Regions from separate parts of the Mus musculus genome. Here all the other regions are linked to region 2. A link is a contact called in public Hi-C, HiChIP or PLAC-seq and promoter capture Hi-C data. All regions are on one chromosome and are shown on one strand. Each heading gives the region's core, a stretch centred on a gene start, on an enhancer-like site or on the middle of the called end of the contact. The rest is flanking DNA. Distances are from core to core; before and after follow the strand shown.

Region 1 (3,459 bases), core at 887-3,386, 300 kb before region 2:
ACAAATAATACAATTAATTCTCCCCTTTTGGCTCTTTGGGTCCTAACTAAGCTTATTTAATCTCATATTTAAATGTCTATACAGCCTCTCAGAGCGCTGTCACTCTACAGGAACCAGCACTGTGTCAGTGTGAAGCAGGCTTCCAATAAATGTTCAGATATTCTATTCTTCCCAAGTCCCTCTAGTTTTATAGACAACAATGGTATAAATTCTTCTCAAAACTTTTTCCCACCAAATTACACTGAGGGGGGCATGGGCCAGCCTGTGTGAGTGAGGGCTGAGACACTTCTGGTTAAGGAGATGTGAGCAGAAGTCACTGACTGAGCTTCCAGGAAGCTCGGAACGAGCACAGGTGCAGTTGACGGATGCCTCTGCCTTCTGCTCTCCTCCTGCCTGTCTGGAAGGCAGACCAGCATTGACAGGTGTCACCTGTGGTTCTCTTGGTGCTAAAGCACTCTCATCAGGACACATGGGGAGGGAAAAAAAAACAGCTAAAGACTTTTTGTTTTCTGTTTTGTTTGTGTATTTGTTTGTTTGAGACAGGGTTTCACCTCTGTGTATCCCTGGCTGTCCTGAAACTCACCCTGTAGACCAGGCTGGCATCGAACTCCTGAGAGCTGGAATTAAAAAGGCTTGTGACACCACTGCCCAGCTAAGATATCCCTTTCAAAAGCTTATTACATTTACCACCAGTGGAATGAATTAGACAGTTGACTGTTACCCTAAGGAAGGACAAATGAGCTTGGGACACACTGCAGGCATAATGCATTTGTGCACTGTGTAAAGGTTATCCTTGTGCTATTCGAATGCCACTTCTCTCCCTCACATCTCGTTTCAATCTGGACATGGCACTGTAACGCTTAAGTCAAGAATCTCCTGTTTCAAGTTTGTGTAAACATTCTTACCTTTTACTCTGCCCTGTCAATAAATGCTGATCACCCAATGGCTGGGCAGAAGACAGAATACAGCGGAAGCTTCCTCCAGCCAGGGGAAGGAGGGAGGGAGGATTCAGATCCATCATAGAAGGTCTGAGAAGCCACCATGAGTAAAAAACATCGGAAGCCCAAAAGCCAGATCAATAAAAATATGCAAGGATCACGGGATGAGGCTGGGAGGGAGCCAGATGAGCACGGGGTTATTACAGATCATTTGACTGCTCAGTACTGAGATGCAGCTTGAAATCAATCTTGGGTTTCTCTGCGTGGTTATTAGGAACTGGCAAAGGTAAAGAAATACAGCCGCCGGATTAACTCACTGCTTACATTTCTATTTCAAAGAATTCTCTTTATACAGACAGCAATCATAACACAATTCTTGAGTTCAAATGGAGGCTGCAGCTAGCCCTCCGCTAGTGAGATGAGGGGGTGCCATGCACTCTCTATGTTAACCTGGCTGGATTTAGAATCAACAGTGGAAACACACCTCTGGGATGTCTGTCAGGTTTTCTGAAAGCGTTAACTGAGGAGGCAAGACCACTCTGGATGTGGGCAGCACCACCTCATGGGCTGGGGTCCTGAGCTCAATAGAAAGTGAAGAAGAGAGACAGTGTTGAGTGCCAGCATTCACCTCTGCTTGGGACCGCAGAGGAGGTGTGGCCAGCTCATGCTCCTGACACCATGTCTTCCTCACCTCAACAGACTGTGTTCTCTCTTAAACCGAAAGCCAAATAAGGCCTCTCTTTCCTGGGAAGATAACAAAACACCGTGCATTCTGCATTAGACCCAGAATGCAGCTCCAAGTCGCACGCCCCGGAGCTTCCCACTGAACTCACCCCGGTGTCCTCATGAACTGAGCTGCTAGTTCACCACACATTGAATGCATGCATTTCACACCTCATGAAATCACCAAGGCAATCTTAAGAACTTTCTTTTTTCTTTATTAAGAGAATACCTTTTAGTTATTCTTTGGCAATGTAATAATTTAAACAATATATCACTTGGAGGGTTGTTTGTTTGTTTGTTTGTTTGTTTTTCAAGACAGGGTTTTCTGTATAACAGAGCTCTGGCTGTCCTGGAACTCCTTTGTAGACCAAGCTGGCCTCAAACTCACAGAGATCCATCTTGCTCTGCCTCCTCAGTGAGGTGTGGGCGGACACACACACTGCAGTCATCCCTCTCCTCCCTCCCGCTCTCTGTAATCCACAGAGTCTAATTAGTGCTGCAGGACTGAACACTGGCTGATCCTGCTGGCTTGGTTTTGTACAGGCAACCACGGCTTCAGTGAGCTCAGGAGTGCAGTGGCCCTGTCGGTTCCCAGAAGACAACATTACACAGCACTCCTCCCCACCCTCTGGCTCTTCTTACATTCTTTCCGCCCTCCTTTTCTATGACGTTCCTTGAGACCTGGGGGAGGAGATGTGAAACACAGATGTCCTACTTATGGTTAAGCACTAAGTAGTCACTTAAGTCTCAGCACTTTGACTATTTATGGTGTCTCTGCATTAACTGTTGAGCACTATAGAGAGAAGCTTGTCTGGCCAAGGCTGAGGGCAGCAGCCACTAATCTAGGATATAAATATAAATATTTAGAAGGCATGACAACATGTTCATATAGCAAGGCAACAACAGTAATGCTCTCCTCTAGGGCCTTTGACCAGACTTATAGTACAAGGCAAAAGAATTATTTCCTGTGAAGCAGACCTCAAATCCAATTCAAAAGTGGTTGGTTAGCCACCTCTCACTATAACAGCCAGGCCACTACTACACCAGTGGGCACATCTTGCCTTAGCAAGTCAGTTCACCAATGGGTAATATTATGGATAGCTCTTCTCCTCATATGGCCAGATAGTCCCTTCCAGCACTATGGTAGCTAGCCAACAGAGGAAGTTTTAAGGTCAGTTCTGGTTTGGTTTCTCTATATGTCCACAACCAATGTGTTGTATCTTCAGCAATAGGATCTTTCCATCTAGTTCCAGTGGGTAATCAAGAGCTATGGCAACAGGCTGAGGTTCGTCTAGGGTCTCTCTGGCCAATAACTTATAGGCAGGTATCCCATGGCATCTCGATAAATTTTCAAGGTAACTAGTAGATGGTCTCCTTAAACAAAGCACCTCTTAGCAAAGGATTGAAAATAAGGACACACTTAGATCTTCAGAGGAAGCAAGGGAACTTTATTTGGAGCAAAACAATAGTACAGATTTAAAAAGACATGCTGTCAAGATTGCTAGCAGACCACAGGAATGAGGCTATTCTAGGGCCCAGGCTACTGCCTGGGGTCTCTTTTTATGGGGTCTAAAGAGAGAGGGGGGCTGCTTCTACTAAGGCACATAGCTTGGGTGGTTCTCTGACATTACTGATAGATTGGGTTCTATACTCCCTTTTCTTACTGTGCACAACCCTTTCTATAATATACCTGATTTCAACATATGCATGACCAGTTATGTACAGGCAATAAAAAGGTAAAAGGAGGACACAGTTTGCTTTACTGTACACCTACATCTCAAACTAGTTCGGGTTAGAT
Region 2 (3,549 bases), core at 496-2,995:
TAATATCATCTTACATATTAATTTACGTTTTCTAGTGGCATAATAAGAGTTCTTTGAACAATGTCCTGTTACAGCAACACTCTTTAATGACAAGTAGGAACTAGAAGCACGGGTGTCCCCATATTAACTAGCTCATCCCAAGTGTCCTGGTAGTCATACTAGTCTGGCTTTTAGGGTGAAGACACCCCTCAAAGACAGCGCTACTTCCTCTTCTCCAAGGCAAGACCCTTGGGCAAACATCTGCTTTAGGTAAGCCCTTCAAGTTGAAAATTAGTGGGACAGTGACTGCTTCATGCCAACTATAACACAGCAGGCAATATTTGCTTTGTTTCTTCTATTCATGGTTCAACTAACCATGGGGGAGGGGAGAAGAGCCAAAGATGGTCAACTAAAGTTGATACATAATGGCAGTGTGAGTTAGTGAAAGAATCCTTGTCTATTGTACTTAGGTTGGAACTCCAGCACCAAAATATCAGGAAATAAACTAAGTTGACAACTGTACACCAACAGAATTGAAGCAAAAGCAATGGTGGGCAGGGGTGGGGACATCAAATCAAGTTACTCCTCTGTCACGGTTACCATGGTTGGGTAACAAGAGAAAGCCTGCTGTGTAGGGAAGAATGACAGTCCAGATTTAGGGTTGGGCTGGTGGAGAAGGCTGCAAGGAGGGGTGGGGTTGGGAGGCAGGACGAGCTTGAGGGACGCTTTCGTGGGTTAGGTCAGAACATAGGTCCATTCTGGAACTGGCCTCCCTCCCTGTTCTCAGTAGATTGCCAAATCCTAATATTAGTTTGAAACCTCTCCACCTTCCAGGAATTCCGAGGTCTTCTGTAGCCTGGGTAGCCCCTGACCTCTAGCAGGACTTCTCTAGATAGGAAAAGACACACGTTCCTACTGGGGTAGCACTTGTATCCTGGCTGTGGTGCTGACTGTGCACAGGAAAATCCTCTAGATATGGGCTGGGTGGAGACCATCACGGGACATTGGTTTCTGAAAATGCATTCCGTCTTTTGTCCTACTCAGGAAAACTGCTGTTGGGAGAGGACTAATTAGCCTCCAAAGGTTGGAGCTAATTACTGAGTCCATTGAAGCACACAAGACCCCATCACAGCATCCTGTGGGTACTCCAGGCTGGCGGGGTGGAGAGGCCGCTCAGCAGCACAGTATAAGTGAGATATGAAGTCCTCCTAGCCGGCTTCGGAGTCTTTTTCCTGTGCTGGTGTCCCACCCTCTCCACCTGCTTTCCTCCTCAGCAGCCTGGGGCTCCAAAGCTATCAGAGTTGCCTGGCTGGAACAAGTGCAGGCGCATCTCTAGGTGAAGGGGGATAGTGGCTGAACCTGGCACCGTGGGGCCACAGGGCTGCGAGGAACGACGCTGAACCTCGGGTCCCATCACCTAGCAGCCCGGGGTGGGGTTCTTCTCGCCCCTTCCCACCCTGACCCAGGCAACCACAGACCATGCCGCTGGCTCGCAGATACTGCACCCCAACCCCAGGACTGCCTCCCCAGCTCGGGCTCCCGAGCGCAAGTACTGAGCTCCCGCCCCGCCCGGCTGGGCTCAGCTCACCCTCCGGTCTCGGCGCCAGAGTCCACGCAGTCCTCTTCCTCACCGCCCGCCTTCGGGTTCATGGCGCGCGTGCCGTCCGCGCTCCCTCGGCCCCGGGGACCCTCCGAGAGCCTCGTCTCCGGCCTCCGCAACAACCCGGCCCCGCGAGGAAGCCGCTCGCCGCGCCCTCTCGCGGCCGCGCCCTCCCCGCCCTCCGCTCGGCGCTGCGCGGGCGCGCCGGGTGCCACCAGGCGAGGATCCGAGCGGGTGCACGGGATGCGCGCGTGTGCACGAGCGCGAGCGTGAGTGCGGGAGGTGCCGGGGGATGGACTCTCTCCATGAGCGAGGAGTGCAGTGGGCGTGGAGTGCAGTGGGCGTGCAGTATTTATCTTGCAACCCGCCTGGTGCATGCCAGCGCTGTGCGTTCTATAGTGACTGGTGCGGGCCCCATGTATGGAGTCTAGTAGCAAAGCTGCCCTCCCCTGGGTCCACAGTAAAGAGTCTGGAGTCCCCGGGCTTGCCCAGAGATTTTTTTCAGCCCCATTCTGCGAGCAGTACTGGGAAACACCCACCAGCGCAACCAGGGCAGAGTGTGATATCGCCATTTGAGGACCAGTTAAAACACGTGGGTGTTTCTCAGAACTGCAGACGTTGAATTCATTATCGCCTTGCTCACTGACCCAACTTGCTAGAGAATGTATTCTTTTGTTATCTATCTTAAAATAACACGAAGAGTCCTGGGTGTGCTTCCATTCAAAGGGGTCTGGCAGCAAGAGGGTGATGGACATTGACGTTGTTAAACCCAGCCATCCCTTAGGATGGGTTAATAATTGAAGTAGCAGGAAGTCATTTTTCCACTCTAGCCAGTGAGGCAACTTGGGAGCGGCGGCGGTGGTGGGGTAAGAACAACTTAGACTTAATTCTGGTGGTGTTGTCATTAGAAGCAGTGGAAGGCACTTAAGTGTATGTCGTATTCGCTTTTGTAGGGTAGTGCTGAAGACGCAACCTTGAGCATGTTCTGCCAACCAGCTATGACCCTGTCATCTTTTCTTTTCAGACAAGTTATTTAACCTCCTGGAGCCTTAATTTTTTCGCATATTGGGCTACTGCTATCTTCTCTGTCTGTTGTGAGTTACAAGAGATCACGTCTGTGATCGTCCCTGAACCTCCATTTTGAGTTACAAGAGATCATGTCTGTAAAACAGTTTGCGTGTGAGTTCTGCTACATGCCAAGTACTGGTTACGGGAGCTGTCAGTGTCCCAGGTGAAGGCTAGCTACCTGCATGCCCTCTCAACTGGCACAGCGGTGTCACTTCTGTGTGACAAGCTGTGAAGAACAATCCTCTTCCTTCCTTCCTTCCTTCCTTCCTTCCTTCCTTCCTTCCTTCCTTCCTTCCTTCCTTCCCTCCCTCCCTCCCTCCCTCCCTCCCTCCCTCCCTCTCTCTCTCTCTCTCCCTCTCTCTCTCCTGCTCTTCCCACTTTACATATTTGTCATTGCTTTCGGACTCTAATTTTAAACACATTACACAAAAGAGAAGGGCAGTAGACAAAAGCAGAGTAGAAATGCAGTATCGATCAGGAAAAAAAAATATCGGTAAGTGTGCCTATGCCAAATCTGAATAGCCTTCCCTAAACCTTAAATTCTTTCCCCCAAACAAGCAAAAATGGATGTGTTATATTCAGTTTGGTGCTCATTAGCTTAAACAAAGGAATAGTTCTTTAAGGAAGATTTAAGCCGATTTACCGTGTTGTGGTTTTGAATCTAAAAACGTCATCTGAAGCTTGGTGGGCAGCTGGTAGGCTTTTTGGGAAGTTGATTGGATCAGAAAGGTGCTACCCTCATCAATGGATCAATCCCTGGATGAATTCATAGTTAATTGGACTATTAGACAGTGTGTGCATGTGTGTGGCATGTGTAGCTGGAGGAAGTAGGTCACTGGGGACTTATCCTGTCCCCGCTGGGTAGAACCTCTGCCCTAACACACCCTGTGTGGCATGAGGCC
Region 3 (3,538 bases), core at 888-3,387, 500 kb before region 2:
CCTGCCTCTGCCTCTGCCTCCTGAGTGCTGGGATTAAAGGCATGCGCCACCACGCCCAGCAAATGCTTCTTTTTATAAGAGTTGTTGTAGTCATGGGTCTCTCTCTACAGCAATAGGATGATGACTAAAACACCCACTTTTTTTCTTTTTTCTTTCTTTCTTTTTTTTTAGCGTAACCCAAGTCAGCAATTCAAAAAGCAGTTGTGAAAATCTAACATTCTAACACAGTACAACCCCAAGACACATACGGATAGTGGAGGGGAAACATTAAGAGGGTTTCTTTTCCTTGTATTTCTATAAGGGCAGAACACTTAGCATGTACAGTAGTTGTGTGTCCTTGGGCGATTGCTGTTCTCAGCAATCCCTTCCCCAGCAGAGTATGATGGTGGGGGAGGGTAGTACCTGCTGAAGGCAGGATACAGAAGCGAAGCATGGCAAAAATCACAGGAAGCCCCTGTGGGCATTCAGGAGCTGGTAAGAGTGCAGGCTCTGGGGAGTGACAGAGATCCTCCAGGGCCCTTCCTTCTGCCTCAGGTTAGTGTCCGATCATCTATCCCATGGTGCAGAGGCCAACCAATGGTGATCCCTGTGGAGAAGAGACGTCACTGTGCTGGGGTCTCTGCAGACACTGGGGCTGAATGGCTGGGGACTCTGTTTACTTAGGGGAACATCCAAGGTAGCACTTCTTCATCTGCTGCCCTCCAGGGGAGAGAGACCTGATACAGGTCTTCCCTGATGCTGAACAAAATCCACCTCTTGTCTAACGATTACTTTCTCTAGTCCTTTCTCTCCTCCTTCTCTCTTCTTTTTCCACTTTCTCCTCCACCCCGCCCCCCCTCTTTTTAGTCTCAGCTATCCCAGGCTAGCCTGAACTTACTTGATTCCCCTGCCTCCATCTCCTGAGTGCTGGGATTACAGCACTGAGCAGCACCGTTTATGCAGTGCTGAGAATGGAACCCAGGGTTTCCTGTGTGCTAGGCAAGCACTCTACCGATTTAGCCACACCCCTGCTCTCTTCTAATAATAAGGTGCTTGCAATGCATACATAATCACTGTGTATACTAGCCTGGGCAAGGACAGAAAGACCAAAATGGGTCCTGCGATCCAGCATACAGGGATGCCAGCCACCTTTGGGAAGGTCACTGGGCCCCTATTCACACACTCAACAGGAGGTGCAGTCAGACTGACTGGGATAGAGAAGTCAGATGGAGCCGCACACTTTCCGAGGCCACCACCCTGTGGATCTTGATAACTGACCAGGATGACTGATGGCTTCCTCCATGCTGGGCATGATGCACTGATTCAGTTGCCACTTGACTCTTGCAGCCTAGCTTGAAGACAGGACCAGTCATAACCGCCTCTCGTAGGTTACTTGCTGAGGTCTAGAAGTGTTCTAAGACTTTGCTGAAGGTCACATGTTGTGGAAGTCTCGAGAGTCTGCCCCTGGGTAGACAACATCATGAGCACCATCATTAAATGCTGAACCAGATTGGAAAAAGATACTGATATCAAAGCCACCATGTCAGTCACATCATCTGGTGGGACATGGCTGCCACCCCATCACCTATAGGAGGCCTCTACCACACCACTGCAGTGCCAGGGCAGAACAGGGGGTGATGGGGCCCTGGCACAGTTAGAATCCTAGACTTCCATTTCTGGACTGGGTGAAATGACTCTCTTGCACAGAGTAAAGGCACTGTGGACTCTCCAGAATCATCCGTGCAATCAACCAACCAATCAATCAATCAATACAAACCAAAACCATGATAACCACAAAAAGTCAGGTGGTGTATATGTGTGCAACCCTAGCCCCTGGAAGGCAGAGGCAGTGGATCCCTGGGCTTGGTGGCCAGCCAGTGTAGCCTTCTTGCTGAGTTCCAGGCCACTGAGTAGTGTCTAAAACCAAGAATGAATACCTGAGGCTGTTCACAAGCACACACGCATGCAAGCATGCATGCATGCACACATGCATACACAGAGCCTCCTCAGTCCTTCGTTGGCTATTTGTGTGGTGGCTGTCCTTTGTAGTTATGTGTACCCAAGGATAGCACAGAGGGAGACGTCGGGGGGGGGGGGGGGGCTACATGCAGGAGTAGGGCTCACCCAGTATCCAGGACCCAAGAACAAAGCCGAAGCCTCCCTGATTTAAAGGCGGCAGCTGATGCTCCGCAGAACCAGGTCTGTGCCAAAGTAGGCAGAGCCCAGGGCCAGCCTCCTCCCCTCCCGTTGATCCCTCTGCTGGCCTGGAGGGAGGCTGGTGGCTGATAGGAGCTGGTTCCTCAGATGAGGTCATTTGTTTTGGTGCCAGGGGAAGGGAGGTGGTGGAGGCAGGGGCCCTGCTGTCTGCTCTCCGCTTGCTGGCGCCACAGGGTGGACAGCCTGGGTCTTGTCTGGACAGTGCCTCATTCTGAGAATGATGAGAAGAGACTCAGAGGGCAGGGAGTGGCCAGGCAGCCCATGCTTGAGGTCTGGAAGAGAAAATGGGAGCTCAACTGAAAGGCTGGGCTAGCCTCTTTCCTGGTTCTCTCAGGGGTCTGGTGAGCTCTGACTGGACCCTGAACTAGCCTACCACACGCAGAAGGAACAATTATGCTCCCCCGGACATCTGTGCTGCTATTCTGAAACACTTCCAGCATTTGTTGTTATCCTAGGAGGCCTTTCCAGCTCTTTGGGGTTTTCAGAGGCTACCCAGGAAAGCTTGTTAGTTACTTTTTTTTTTTTTTTTTCTGGGATGATGTGACCCACTTCCTAGCTCCACTCACTGATTAAAAGCTCCCAATGTGTCTATGAGGCCCAAGAACTCATTAAGAAATATTGTGGATGACAGGTCTTCTGTGTGCAAGTGGATTGAGGGGCTCTTAAAATGTTTGGGTTCATATACAGGTTCCCAGAGTGTTCTCAACACTTTCTTCATCCTCTTCCTCCTCACTCACCCACCAGAAACAGCCCCTTCCCTGCTTTGGACACAGTGCCATGTTCTTAAAATTCAAGTGAGTGGCAGTCCGTGGGGTTACTGTTGCGCCCAGCTTCTCTTCCCCATTGTTTTGTCTGGGAGGTTGCCTACAATGCTGCGTTGTGAGTAGCAGAAGGTTTTTTTTTAGCTTGGGTGTGTTCCATTTAAAAGCACTCCAATATTGGGCTAGTGAGACAGCTCAGGGTCATCTCTGCGCCACTCCTAGAACCTATGTACAAAGAGAGAAGGGAAGGGAAAAAAAGAAACCAACTCGACAAAGCTGTCTCCTGACCTCCACACATGGGTTGTAGCATGCACATGCACAACACACACACAGACACACGCACATGCATGCACACACCACCCACATTTCACTCGAACATACACACATGCAAATGCACACACACACACACATCATATCTTCATAGAAGTAATCTCAAGGACTTTCTAAAATTAACATTTGAAAGATTTTACTTGAAACTTTTAACCAGCTTCTAAGAATTTATTATTTGTTGTGTTTCTGGTTATTTTCCCTCTTGCCTTTTCCATGGGAAGAACGATTCACTTGATGTAGCCTACTAGTTC
Region 4 (3,430 bases), core at 468-2,967, 340 kb before region 2:
AAGCATTCTGTTGAAAACAGTTTAAGTAAACGCTCTTCTGGGAACACCAGGGACCAGGCCCTTATGCAGTACTTCTGCTATAGTCCTCAATTGTTGGGAACAAAAATAAAGGGGGACCCTAGGGAGGCCCAGGGAGAAGTGGGGGAGGTAAAGGGGCCTAACATCCAGCCAGAGTTCCTGTGCTCTGGGCAGGCAGACACAGGCAGAGCTGCCGGACACTTTTCCACTAGGCCCCAGGTGAGCATGCCTGGCCCACGCAGTGGGGTGGGGGGGTGGGGGGGTGGAAAAGGGGTAGCCCCGACCAGGGACCCCAGAGCTACCTTGCTAAAGCCCCAGGGTTGTAGGAGAGAGGGATGAGGGAAGGAGTTCCCAACACTGGCGAGAGTGGCGCAGCGGTTCTAGAAGGTGCAGAGACACTCTATGGTTTAAGAGCTTTATTATAGAAATGCAGGGGGAAAGAGAGAAGGTAGAAAAGAAAGAGAAAGAGAGGGGGGAAGGAAGGAAGAGGAAAGTCTAGCGAGAAAGAGAGAAGAAGAGAGGAGAGGAGAGGAGAGGAGAGGAGAGGAGAGGAGAGGAGAGGATAGGAGAGGAGAGGAGAGGAGAGGAGAGGAGAGGAGAGGAGAGGAGAGGAGAGGAGAGGAGAGAGGAAGACAAAGAGAAAGGGAAGAGGTGAGAGAAGTGAGAGATGAGAGGACAAAGGACTAAGAGAGTGATGTGCAGGCTGAGCACCCCTTTTTATGGTCTTCACTGTTGCTAGGTAACTGGGGAGGAGTTTAGCCTGAAGGTCAGAAGTTTGAGCCATTGTTTACATGACTACTGACCATGCTTCTCTTGTGGGGACTGTGGGAGGTGGTACCTTAGGCAGGGGCCAGAGTTCCAGGAGCATGAGGGAACGCCTACTGTGTCATGTAGGTGAATTATGACCATCGGGGTTCAGACCTCAGCTCAACTGGAGACCAGCCTGCAATTCCCCACACTCAATGAATTGGGAGAGTGCTTACCTAGGACCTGCCTTCTTCACACAGTGTGAGCATCATGACTGCAGAAACCAACTGCTGTATTGTACCTCCACATCCTCTGGACATTGCACGTGGCCAGAAGAAACGTTAACATCTGGTGGACAACGTGTCCAAAGAAACTAAAGGGGAAGGAGGATAAACAACTCTTTTCTATTCTCCATATCTACATGGCCTCCCTCCTATCAGACCATGTCCATGGAAACATGTAACACTATAGGCCATGAGTCTGCCCTTCTATTTAAAGGTCACAGAGGTCCAGGAGAGTGTGACAGGCAGGAAGGGAAGTATTCTACGAGCCCCAAGGCTTGCCACATACTTGTAGCTAGAGCTAGGTTAGTGTGAGCTCATGTGGGTGCCCCTAGAAGGCCAGCAGCCTGAGCCTGCCAGGATTCTGACTGGCCTAGGGGGATGAAGGAGGGAGCCTCCCTCCCAGCATTATCACACGGCTTCCTCTCTCCTCACTCTGCCTGGCTCATCCTTTTCTGCTTTCAGCTCCTACTGCATCTTCATGCACAAATGTCTAGATGCTCTTGGGTTTAATGCTGCCAGTTTTGGGTTCGGAACAGGACCAAGACCACAATTTCCTAGTCAAAGTGCCAAATTCCTGGGAAAGCCAGATTGGGCGGAGGTGGGGTGGGGAAACCACCTTATTTACACAAGGCTGGATCCTCTTGGCGTCCTTCCTTCAGTTGACTGGGTGGATAGCTTAGAACAGGACTAGGAACTCTAGCATGGACAGTGCCTGGGATTTATAACAGTGCATCTGCTGTTCACTGTTCTCCTGCGTGTCACTTCTCTAGGTCACTCGGCATTTCACACACTGCCTTGCTGGGTACCCAGCACCAAGCTCAGGCCTCACCACTCTTCTCACCCAGAGCCTCCCGCCTGGTCCCCTGTGTTAAGCTTCAACTTCTTATTAAAGATACAGAATATCTATTCTCTTGCCAAACACAACAATGACTATATTGTAATGACTATTCTAGAGGACCAAGTCAAAAAGCCACCTTCTGCATTTGGAATACTACTTCTCATATAAACACAGAACATGGTCATAAATGCCTGTAGCACACAGTTTGTAGCCATTCACTTGATTCTCTTTCATTTTCACTTATTGTGTAACCAATGCCACAAAAACATTAGTTAGGGACAGCACTGAGTAATCTCGTTTATTTATTTATTTTTTAAAGACTCAAGATGAAAGTACGCATGTAATGTAGTAGGTTTCATTACTGACAACTATGAAGGACGTACACATGCCCGCCCCCCCTTAACCTGTGTGCCGTACTGAAAGCATCTAAGAATAAAACATTTCAGAAATCGCCTTGCCCTATGAATCCTCTTCATCTGCACATCCTTGGCACTTACATCAGTGGCCAAGGTATACTAGACATGTCATAAATATTTGACTAACAAAGTGGCTTATATTTACATATTTTAAATCAATACAGTATTTGCATAAGGCTTCACTGGGTTCATTTAAACATGTATATATTGCTTAACAACACATTAGAAGACCATATTCTAACTTTAATGCATACTGAAATCATCTAGAGATTTTACTAAAACAAAGATTCTGACCCAGTTGCTTTGTGCAGAATCCAATAGCACAATTCCAATTACTGTTCAGGGGATGCTGAAAACTGTCTGAGGATAAAAGTAGGTCTGTCTTAATTCCCAGTAGAAGACTGTACAAATACCTAACAGTCTTACTCCTCAAAGCCAATATGCCACTATTACAGAAACAGAGCTGATGATGCTCTTAGGGAAATCATATCTATTATTAGTGTCTGTCATGGTTTGTATATGTTCAGCCCGGGGAGTGGCACTAGTAGAAGGTGTGGTCCTGTTGGAGTAGATGTAGCCTTGTGGGTTGTAGGTGTATCACTGTGGGTGTGGGCTTTAAGACCCTCACCCTAGCTGCCTGGAAGCCAGTATTCTGCTAGCAGCTTGCAGATGAAGATGTAGAACTCTCAGTATCTCCTATATCATACCTGCCTGGATGCTGCCATGTTCCTGCCTTGATGATAATGGACTGAACCTCTGAACCTGCAAGCCAGCCCCAATTAAATGTTGTTCTTTATAAGAGTTGCCTTGGTCACGGTGTCTGTTCACATCTGTAAAGCCCTAAGACAGACAGACTCCACCATTACACAGATGTTTATTCAGTAACTATGGCATACTGCCCAGGTGTCTCCACTGTTTGCTCTGCACAACACCGGGAGCTACAAATCCCTGTTCAGTTACAGCCTCTCCTCCCCTCTTCTTGGCAGCTATGTGCCAAGTTTGATGAACAGGCAAGATCAGAGCAAAGACTGGTTATTTTACTTAAAGTTGGAAAAGAAAAGAAAATCAGAAGTTTTCCTTTGTCCCCATGCTCCCAAACATCCCCGCCATAGCATAACAGTCTGTAG

Evidence for each region. Promoter capture Hi-C pulls out the DNA fragments that hold promoters and counts their contacts. Hi-C and Micro-C count contacts between places; a contact is called where the count stands out from the background. HiChIP or PLAC-seq counts read pairs in DNA pulled down with a chosen protein or histone mark.
Region 1: a contact with region 2 is called in an H3K4me3 HiChIP or PLAC-seq map of forebrain, with 3 times the contacts expected there. The contact joins the enhancer-like site here to the promoter of Fam124a in region 2. A contact is called at or near these places in 1 of 39 promoter capture datasets (embryonic stem cells), 7 of 484 Hi-C or Micro-C datasets (cortical neurons, muscle stem cells, myocytes and 2 more) and 5 of 115 datasets of contacts at active chromatin or transcription factors (astrocytes, embryonic basal ganglia, embryonic forebrain and 2 more).
Region 3: a contact with region 2 is called in a Hi-C map of the N1E-115 cell line, with 2.4 times the contacts expected there. The contact joins the promoter of 2700070H01Rik here to the promoter of Fam124a in region 2. A contact is called at or near these places in 10 of 39 promoter capture datasets (the 3T3-L1 cell line, 3T3-L1-derived adipocytes, the C10 cell line and 7 more), 2 of 484 Hi-C or Micro-C datasets (the N1E-115 cell line and bone marrow-derived macrophages), 1 of 115 datasets of contacts at active chromatin or transcription factors (embryonic stem cells) and 4 of 9 other capture datasets (adipose tissue, embryonic stem cells, embryonic trunk and 1 more).
Region 4: a promoter capture Hi-C map of hippocampal neurons shows a contact between it and region 2, with 3 times the contacts expected there. The contact joins the enhancer-like site here to the promoter of Fam124a in region 2. A contact is called at or near these places in 2 of 39 promoter capture datasets (cranial neural crest and hippocampal neurons), 1 of 484 Hi-C or Micro-C datasets (muscle stem cells), 4 of 115 datasets of contacts at active chromatin or transcription factors (embryonic forebrain, embryonic stem cells, extraembryonic endoderm stem cells and 1 more) and 3 of 9 other capture datasets (adipose tissue, liver and macrophages).

Annotation. Positions count from the first base shown.
Region 1 is chr14:62,849,933-62,853,391 of GRCm38.p6, reverse strand. The region is part of intron 1 of Wdfy2 (WD repeat and FYVE domain containing 2); the gene reads right to left. Among named protein-coding and RNA genes, the nearest start is that of Gm26536, 13 kb to the right of the region's middle. Within about 2 kb of position 2,136, at least 84 of the 459 cell types and tissues checked have an H3K27ac peak or open chromatin away from gene starts, as enhancers often do. A contact at or near this core is called in fibro-adipogenic progenitors, forebrain, muscle stem cells and 1 more, where this site is marked.
Region 2 is chr14:62,553,933-62,557,481 of GRCm38.p6, reverse strand. It overlaps Fam124a (family with sequence similarity 124, member A), which reads right to left and starts at 1,745. Exons shown (of 4, transcript NM_001243857.1): 1 at 1,568-1,745. The coding sequence starts at 1,629.
Region 3 is chr14:63,053,672-63,057,209 of GRCm38.p6, reverse strand. 2700070H01Rik (RIKEN cDNA 2700070H01 gene) reads right to left here and starts at 2,137. Exons shown (of 3, transcript NR_046019.1): 1 at 2,104-2,137; 2 at 1,258-1,443; 3 at 1-586.
Region 4 is chr14:62,891,383-62,894,812 of GRCm38.p6, reverse strand. All of the region lies in intron 2 of Wdfy2 (WD repeat and FYVE domain containing 2), which reads right to left. Among named protein-coding and RNA genes, the nearest start is that of Mir6541, 28 kb to the right of the region's middle. Within about 2 kb of position 1,717, at least 55 of the 459 cell types and tissues checked have an H3K27ac peak or open chromatin away from gene starts, as enhancers often do. A contact at or near this core is called in hippocampal neurons and muscle stem cells, where this site is marked.